2 separate regions of the Sus scrofa genome follow, and region 2 is linked to region 1. A link is a contact called in public HiChIP or PLAC-seq data. All regions are on one chromosome and are shown on one strand. Each heading gives the region's core, a stretch centred on a gene start, on an enhancer-like site or on the middle of the called end of the contact. The rest is flanking DNA. Distances are from core to core; before and after follow the strand shown.

Region 1 (4,170 bases), core at 1,312-3,811:
AACTCTGTTCCTCGATTTTCTCCAAACCTAAACCTCTCCTGAGAGGCTGATGGTTGAGGTCTCAAATCCAGAGAGCTGGGAGTTCAAACGACTGAAGCCATTCTGAACCAAACACCTCCTCAACTAGTTTAACACCGATGCCAAGCTCCCAGTACTAAACGAAGACACCGGGTTTAGCTCGCGGGCACTTAACTGTCCAAAACGATGGCAACAGGACCTAAGCACCAGGCGCCACCCGTGTCATTAGCGCAGGTTCGCCTCTTCTGCAGGACGGCACGAGCAGCTGTCAGGATCCCGTGACGCGCCCTATCTTACAGGGTCTCAGGAAAGTTACTGCCAAGAACGCGACGGTCCGTCCTTACGCCGACACCAAGCACGGGGGGACTCAATGCCTGAGGGCGTAAGGCAGCCAGGAGGCTGAGGGCAGACACCCCAACCGCAGACCCGATGCGTGAAGGGCAAATCATCCTGTTTCTGAGGCTTCAACTCATCTATACCCCTGCAGATGTTTCATTTGACCACGAGCGCTGCGTAATCAACACGGAGGGCGACTGCTCGGCTGCTTCACAAGGTGCCCGAGCACCGCGCCAAGGCGGGCAGAGGACACCTGGCCGCCGGCCCCGAGCGCTTCATTCTTTCCGAAGACGCCCTCTCGGGATCCCTACGGCCAGAAACAGCTTCGCCCCGCAGACCCTCAAGAACCGTGCTGACTTTCAGTCGGGGGAACCCAGAGAGGCTTCCTGTACGAGGGCACTGGCGCCCAGCCTCCCAGCGAGTACGGGCCAGCTGCGGAGCCTGCAGGCCGCGAAGGGAGAAAGGACGCCCGGGGCCGGGCGGTCAGGCCCCGGCCCGGCCCTCCCGCCCCCGAGCCGCGCCGCCCGCGCGGGCTTGGAGGCGCCCCAGGCCTCACCTAGCCCAGGACGGCAGCCGCCCGCCCGCCCTCCCCCTCCGCGCAGGCCCCAGCCCCGGGCGCACGAAGGCCACGTCCCCGGGGACGGGCGCGCAACTCTATGGTCAGCGCGCCGGCCCGCCGGGCCCACGTGACGCGCGCCGGCCAATGAGGCGAGGCCCGGACCACCGAGACGACGGCCGCCCGGCGCTAGAGCAGCCCCGCCTGGCCGCAGGCCGCCCTCCGCGGCCTCGCTCCGGCGCTCCAGCTCGGTGCTGCCGCCATCTTCCTGGAGGAGAGGAGCGGAGGCCAAGGGTCCCCTCGCCGTGCTCCGTCCCAACTCTTACCGCCGCCTGCCCTCCCCGCGTCCGCCTCTCCTCACAGGTCATTTAGCTCCATCTGTAGAAACGCTCTTTTTCCCACCCCAGTTACTCACAAGGCAGAGTCACATTACCTGTTCTACTCTTGGCAGCGTAAGGAAACCCAGCTCATAAGGTAAGAACTGTGGCGAAACAGGGGCGAGCCGCCATCTTGGTAAAGGAGAAGAGGCTACGCTTGACCTCCCCCCACCCCCCAGCCTCTATATGGCCAACTGCTGTGGGAGGGGCACGGCGCCTGCGCAGAGGCGGAACCGCGGACGAGCCCGAGCCTGCGCACTCCACAGCTGGCGAATGGGGGCAGGGACGGAAGCGTTTGGCAAGGGGCGGGCCGACGTGATGACGCAATCCGACTGCGCGCGGAGCTGGGCGGGGCGCGAGCAGGCGGTGGGTGCTGGGCGGGTCCGCGGCGCGGTTGGTCGGCGCTTGTTCTTCGGTTCGTCCGCGGTGAGTATCTTGCGGTGTGTCCCTGCCGCCGCGGGCGAGCGAGGGAACCGACGCAGAGGGGCGGGGGCCAGTTGGGGAGGGGGCCCGGCCGCTCTGGGGGGCAAACGGGCGGGGCCGCTCGTGCGGTGTGGGGGAGGGGCGGCTGGCCCCGTATTCTGGGCGGTCCCCTGGCCCTCCCCGGGTCTCCGCTCCCTCCCGCTCGTCCCTGACCCTTGACCCTCCCCCGCTCTCCCCGGGGCTCTCTGCTCTGTTCGTACCCTCTCCGACTTTCCCTGGCGCTCTCCGGCGCTCCCCACCCTCTCTCTCTTTTCTCCACCCTCCCCCACTTTCCCTGGCGCTCCTGGGTCTCCTTATCCTCCCCCGTCCTCCCCGGCGCTCCCTGGTGCTCTCCGCTCACTCCCCGGCCCTACCCTGTCTTCCCAGGCCCTCTCCGGCTTTCCCTGGCGATCCCTTTCCTCTCCCCGGCTTCTCCGCCCTCCTGGTCCTCCCCAGTCTTCCTCCGCCCAGCTCAGCCCTAGGGGGTCCCGGGTCCCATACCTCCCAGGCTTTCCCCGGGCCCCCGCCCACCAGTAGTCTCGCCGCGGGCAGAGGCGGCGGGGTATGTCCCGCGAGAACCCAGATGACTGCTTGCTCACCTTGCGAGAACTCCGTGGGCCTGGGGCTGCTGGTCGTGGTTCGGGAGGGAAAGTGCAGGTCGGCCGCGATTTCGGCATGTGGCCATCAGGTTGTCTCCCTGACACGAGCCACTGCGCCCCTCCAGCTCCCGGCCGAGGGTAAGCCTCAAGGAGTTCTCGCCGCTTGGCCGCAGATACCGCGGGAGGAGAGGAGGCCCCGGGCCTGCGTGGGCCAAAAGAGGCGGGATGGAGGTCGGGCGGCCCCCCATTTCCGGGGAGGCCTGAGATGAGGCCGACTCTCAAGGGGCCCACGGGACCCACACGACCCGGCCGCCTCTTGCCTTTCCGGCCGCAGTTTTCGTCAGTACCTCCCCTGTCTTAGCGTCTTTTCCCCACACGTGCACCGGGGACCACCTGTGCGGAATTCGTAGGTGGACTGCTGTGGTCCTCCTCACCTGGGCCTTGGTCCAGGGCCTCCTGTCTGACCCAGTTCCCTCCCCCTCTTTTCTGGTACCTGCTCTGTTACTCAGACTCTCCCTGATGAGATTTCTTCCCCTGAAGTGGGTGTTGGCCTGAGGTCAGCCTCTCATCCTGCGTGGTACCTGTCCTGGGAGGGGCATGGCGCTATCCTTTACTGGTCCAGCTCGGTGACCAGCACAACTCAGATCATTGTAATAGGTCAAGATGACCTAAATGCTCCAAATCCGTCTTACCATCGTGAGGAGAGATGGTTAGGGGTTCGGGGTCATGTGATTTGAGGTTCATCGTTTTTGTTGTTGGTAGCTCCCACCCAGGCTTTCTTTGCTCCACCTAGCATCCTGACTCCCAGCTAATCAGGGCAGTGATCTCCTGTGCTCTCACAGGTTGTCCTGATATTTTTCGTTTTTCATCTTGTTCTCTCACTGAGCTCTGCAGCCCAGGGTAAAGAACAAGGGCTTGTCCATCAGATCGCAGTTGCATCCTGACCGCTCCTGAACTGGCATACAGCCCTCCCTGGGGGGATGGATGGCACGAGCCTCCCTGTCATTTTTCATAAATGTTGTTGAGGTCTGTTTTTATACCTAACTCAAAAGGCAGAAACTCCTGGAAAAGGAGAAGGTGTGTTCTTTCCTCCTGAGAGAAGGGTCATCCAAACTCAGGAGGCAGCAGAACTGCGGTGAAGGCAGTTGAACAGTCTTATTGTCCCACGTTGTGCTCCCGTGGTCGTCGTCATCACAACAGAAAATGCATTTGATTGTGGGCTGCCGGGCGAAGCCGCTGAGAGCCGTCATGGTTTCCTGTACGTGAACCTCAGGTCCAGGCTCTGGATAAGGGACCTTCGAGGGCCTGCGTTGCAGGGTCATTTTGTGGATCGGGATAAGGTACAGAAGTCCGTAGTGACAAGGCGGTGGATGTGGCTGATGTACATAGACGCGCTGGCAGGGCAAGGTTATGTTGACAAGGGTCCAGTTTTATCCCCTTGTTCTTTGTCTCTTTTGTTTTAGAAAAGTTGATTTCTTCTGTGAGGTTTGGGGGTGCAAGTATTGCTCTTGGAAGAAAGAAGCAATGGTCCAAGAAAGAAAGCCTTTTTATTTTATTTTTATTTATTTTGTCTTTTTAGGGCTACATCTGCATCATATGGAAGTGCCTAGGCTAGGGGTCAAATCAGAGCTGCAGCCGTCAGCCTACACCACAGCTCTAGCAACACCGGACCCAAGCCGTGTCTGCAACCTACACCACAGCTCAGGTCAATGCCAGCTCCTTAACCCACTGAGTGAGGCCAGGGATCGAACCTGAATTCTTATGGATACTAGTCGTATTCGTTACCACTGAGCCAGGACAGGAACTCTGAGGAAAAAAACCT
Region 2 (4,385 bases), core at 1,523-4,022, 130 kb after region 1:
GGACCAGGGGCTCCAGACTCAGCAGTGGGGGGAGCTCTGGTCCCAACGTCACACTTTTTGGGTCCCCACTGCTGTGGGTCAGTCTCCTGAGCAGACAGCATGACGGGAGCGCTCCTGGCTGTGACCCTGACCCTACAGGCACATCACAGGGACACCTGCGGCCAGAGCTGGTGGAAGGAAGGAAGGACAACTGCTCCCGAGCTGGCCTTGCACTCCCCTTCCAGAGACGGGCGTGGTTCAGACAAGGGCTCAGGCTGCTGGCAGTCCAGACCCTTGTCCTCTGGTCAGCCCTGGGCATGCGAGGTCAGTGGCCACTACCAGGCAGTATGTCTGCTGGTCATATCGCCCCACAAAATGAGGGGTGCCCAACGGCCCCCAACCACCCCACGATGGGTGGCAGCCAATGAGCTTCCTGCAGCCAGCCAGACCCTGCGGGCAGGGTAGGAACAAGGAACCAGCCGGGCAGAGGCCAGGAGTGGAGGGCCCCCTGCGGGCCGTGGGGGAGCTCACCGCACTGCCCCACACAGGGACCGCCTCGCAGGGCCACAGTGACAACCCTCGCAAGAGAAAACAATGTCCTGTCAGGCTTCCTGCCACTGACAAAGGCCAAGTCTCTCCGCCCCAGAGGACAAAAGGGGCTTCCTTCCTTCAGGGTCCCTTCCTCAGCTCCTCTGGGCTGTGCTCCCTTCCCTGGGCATCTGGTCTGGACACCCAAGCCAAGCCCCTAGTGCCACCAGCACACAGGGACAGGGTGGCTCAGCTCCAACTTCCTATTCCAGGACCCGCGGGACCCATTTCTACAGCTCTTAAAAATAGCTGAAGCCAGGTTTTTCTCCCAGCTTCTCCGTCATGTAATTTACAAGACACGAGATGTCAAAGATGAATGAAAGACCTGCCAGCGGGCTTCAGCATCAGCAGAAGTGCCAGTGCCCACCTGTGGCACGGCTAGTCCAGGATGCCCTGCCCGGCGGCAGCACGTGGCAGGTTTCTGCGAGGAAGCCTGTTGGGTGTGGAGCCGATCCTGACCCCAGCCCCTCCCCCGCCCCGTGGATACACACTTCCTGCTCCCCTGGCGCCCAGGCCTCGCGGACTCAGCCTGGGGACTCAGCCTTACACCCGAGGACGCTGCCTTACACCTTTCAGCAGGCGGCCGAGGAAAACAAAGCCAAGCAGTGGCCACAGGAAAACCTGGCTACCAGAGCCAGAGCGGCACACTCCACGTCCTACCAGCTGCAGATCACACCTGCTTCCCAATAACAGACAAGAGGAAAGTACAAACCATGTGCCACACAACCCAGGGTGCGCTTTGGAGGGTCCCCCGGAATCAGCCAGTTACCGCTCAAGGCCAGACACCCCCAGATGGCTTTTGCTGTTGGCAATCCCAAGACCCAGTCCCCCAAAGAGAAAGGCAGTGGGTGTCTTCCCAAGGAGCACCTGTGGCCCGGGAGCAGCCCTCTCATCCTCTCCTGTGCTCTGCTCTCCCCGCGCACAGACTCGAGAGCTGCGTCAGCACAGCCCCTGCCCAGCACAACACGGCCTGTGTCCCCGCCCAGGCTGCGGCCCCAGCGTGGACCCTGACCTTGCAGGTCTCTCCAGGTGCAGATTCATGCTCGGCAGGATTCCCACCAGAGCCAGCGGCCCCTGCCCTGTTCCCACCACAGGGCTCTGCACAGCCTCTGCTGCCCCTGCACTGGGGCTCTATTTTGCCAAGCTTGTGGGCTTCTGCCCCACACAACTGGGCAAGCTGGCCAAGCTGAGTCGCCCCTGCGCTCACCAAGTCTGAGCGCCTCGAGACTGCTCCCCGCTTCGCCCACGACGCGCTCCGCAGGACTCCCCCGCGCCTCCCTTCACCCCACGCTCGCCCTCGGAGGGACCGCTCCTCTGAAACCTCAGGATGACAGTCCTGGAGGAAGCGCCCTTGCTTAGCCTCTGCAGTCGGTGCTCCGGTAAACACACACACCCCTCTCCCCGGATGCCAACCCTTACCTGGTTGGCAAAGCCCCTGAGGTGAGCCATGTCTGCGCCGCCCTCCACCATCCGCTGCAACCTCGGGAGGCCCCGAGATCCTGCCTGGAGGCTCCGGAGCCCGGCCCACTCGCTTCAGGCAACTGGAGGGAGAGCAGGCCTGCTCGGTTCGAGGCACGCGGGGCTCCCTGCCGCCCTGGGGACCGGCGGGCCGGCCCGCCCCGGGGGCGGGCTGGAGTCACAGGGCCCCTCCGCTAAAGGCCCCCACCGCCGCGCTCTCCTCATCGCCCCGCTACGGCCCGACGCCTCCCTGAGGAGCTCCCCAACACGGGGCATCCCTCGGCGGCCCTCACACTTCCACCCGCAGCCTTGCTCCTTCTTTAGACCCCTTACCCCGGCCAGGACCCCCGCCGGGACCCCCGCCCCAACCCCGCCCCCGGTGCCCTCGCCCCCCCCCGGCGCCCCCCCCCGGGTCCCCCTACCGCCGAGCTCCGCCTCCAGTGCCCTCCTCGCCGGCCCCCTCGGGGCCCTCCCCCTGCCTCACTCCCCGCACCGCCCAGCCCCCTCCCCAACCGCCCCAGGCGCGGGCCAGCCCGGCAGCGCGCCCACCTCCGGGGGCTCCATCCCGGCCTCCCCCGGCCCGCTCCGCAGTGCCCACGAAGGCTCCCACCCGCAGCCTCCGCTCGCCCAGGGACGCCTGGGCCCTCCAGCCCGCGAAGCAGCGGCAGTGGCGGCGGCGGCCGGAGAAAGCCCGGCGGCGGCGTCAGCGACGGCCCGGGCGGCACGGTGTCGTGGCCCGGCGCGGAGCTCTCTGGGACACCGAGTCCCTCGTTCGCCCTGGGTCGGGGCGCACGCAGACCCTGGACTACAAGTCCCGGCAGGCCATGGGGCGGAGTGGTGTAGCGGCCCGCAAGCGTGCCGCGGTGCCCGCTGGGACTCCGAGTCCGGCTTCCTGAGAAGCTTGGGCCTACGTCTCCCGCCAGGCCGCGGTGCTGGGCGGGGCCTGTGGGGCTGGGGCGGGGCCAGGCGGGGCCCGCCCGGCGGCCGTGGGGTTGGGGCGCCCCCACCTTTCAGCTCTGCGGTCGCCCCCCCCCCCCGCCCCGCCTTCCGTCCTCCGGCTCCCCTTCCGAGGGCCTGGGCTCAAGACTCCAATTCTATCTTTCAGGCCTCTTGCAGCCGCCCGCGTGTCGGGGAGGAACGAATGGGTCCCCAGATGCGGTCCAGACGTGCCCGGGGGTAGGAGGGCAGTGCTGACTCGGGCCATTGCAGGGACCAACCGCCAAGACGGTGGCTAAACGAAATAAGCTAGTCCCAAAAGGACAAGCAGTGCTTGGACCCACCTGTGTGAGGTGCCTGGAGTCCTGAAGACAGAAAGGCGACAGGCGGGTGCCAGGGGCAGGGGCGGGCGCTGGGAAGTGAGTGTTTAATGGGGACAGAGCTTCAGTTTGGGAAGGTGAAAAGAATTCTGGAGATAATTGTACAGCACTGCCCAACTGAATGCTTTAAGGTGTAAGCTATCACAATTCAAAATACGTAAAATTAAAAAGGCATTGTTTTTTGTTATATGCCACAACGTGGATGAAAACGTTATGCCAAGGGAAATAAGCCAGTCGCAAAGAGACAAATACCGTGTGATGCGGCTTCGATGACCTCTCAAGACTGGATCAGTTCAGGAGGCAGAGGTGCTTGAGATTTCCTGGGGCTGGAGGAAGAGAGAAGGGATACACCACAGGGTACAGGGTTTCCATCGGGAGTGGAGACCAAGCTCTGCGATGGCCCCACAACGCTGTGAACGTGCTTGACGTCAGTGACCTGTACACTTAAAATAGTCTCCGTGTGTGCTCTGTGTGATTTACATTTTACCAAAACATTTACAAGGATGCAGCTGTAAAGCAATGATAAATTTGATTTCATCGAATGTTTTAAATTTCGATTTCAGAAAGGCATTGTTAAGAGAATGAAAGGACAGTTCCCTCCTCGGGCGTTAAGGAGCCGGTGTCATCACTGCTGTGGTTCTGGTTACAGCTGTGGTGTGGGTTCGAGCCTTGGCCTGGGAATGTCCATATGCCACAGGCAAGGCCAAATATAAATAAAAAAATCTTTTTCTTGCTTTTTAGGGCCGCACCCACAGCATAGGGAGATTCCCAGGCTAGAGGTCTAATACGAGCTATAGCTGCCAACCTACACCACAGCCATAGCAACGCCAGATCCGAGCCTCCTCTGCAGCCTACACCACAGCTCAGGGTAAACCCAGATTCTTAACCCACTGAGCGAGGCCAGGGATCGAACCCATGACCTCATGGTTCCTAGTCAGATTGTTTCCACTGAACCATGACGGGAGCTCTAATAATTTTTTTTTTTTTTTTTTTTGAAGCTAGAGAAGTTCCCATCATAGCACAGTGGAAACGAATCCGACTAGG

Evidence for each region. HiChIP or PLAC-seq counts read pairs in DNA pulled down with a chosen protein or histone mark.
Region 2: a contact with region 1 is called in an H3K27ac HiChIP or PLAC-seq map of skeletal muscle. The contact joins the promoter of STK25 here to the promoter of HDLBP in region 1. A contact is called at or near these places in 1 of 5 promoter capture datasets (liver) and 2 of 2 datasets of contacts at active chromatin or transcription factors (alveolar macrophages and skeletal muscle).

The regions. Positions count from the first base shown.
Region 1 is chr15:140,022,775-140,026,944 of Sscrofa11.1, forward strand. It overlaps HDLBP (vigilin), which reads right to left and starts at 2,562. Exons shown (of 28, transcript XM_021075261.1): 1 at 2,349-2,562. It overlaps SEPT2 (septin 2), which reads left to right and starts at 1,608. Exons shown (of 13, transcript NM_001243793.1): 1 at 1,608-1,713.
Region 2 is chr15:140,151,589-140,155,973 of Sscrofa11.1, forward strand. It overlaps STK25 (serine/threonine-protein kinase 25), which reads right to left and starts at 2,773. Exons shown (of 12, transcript XM_003133805.5): 1 at 2,575-2,773; 2 at 1,987-2,108. The coding sequence starts at 2,037.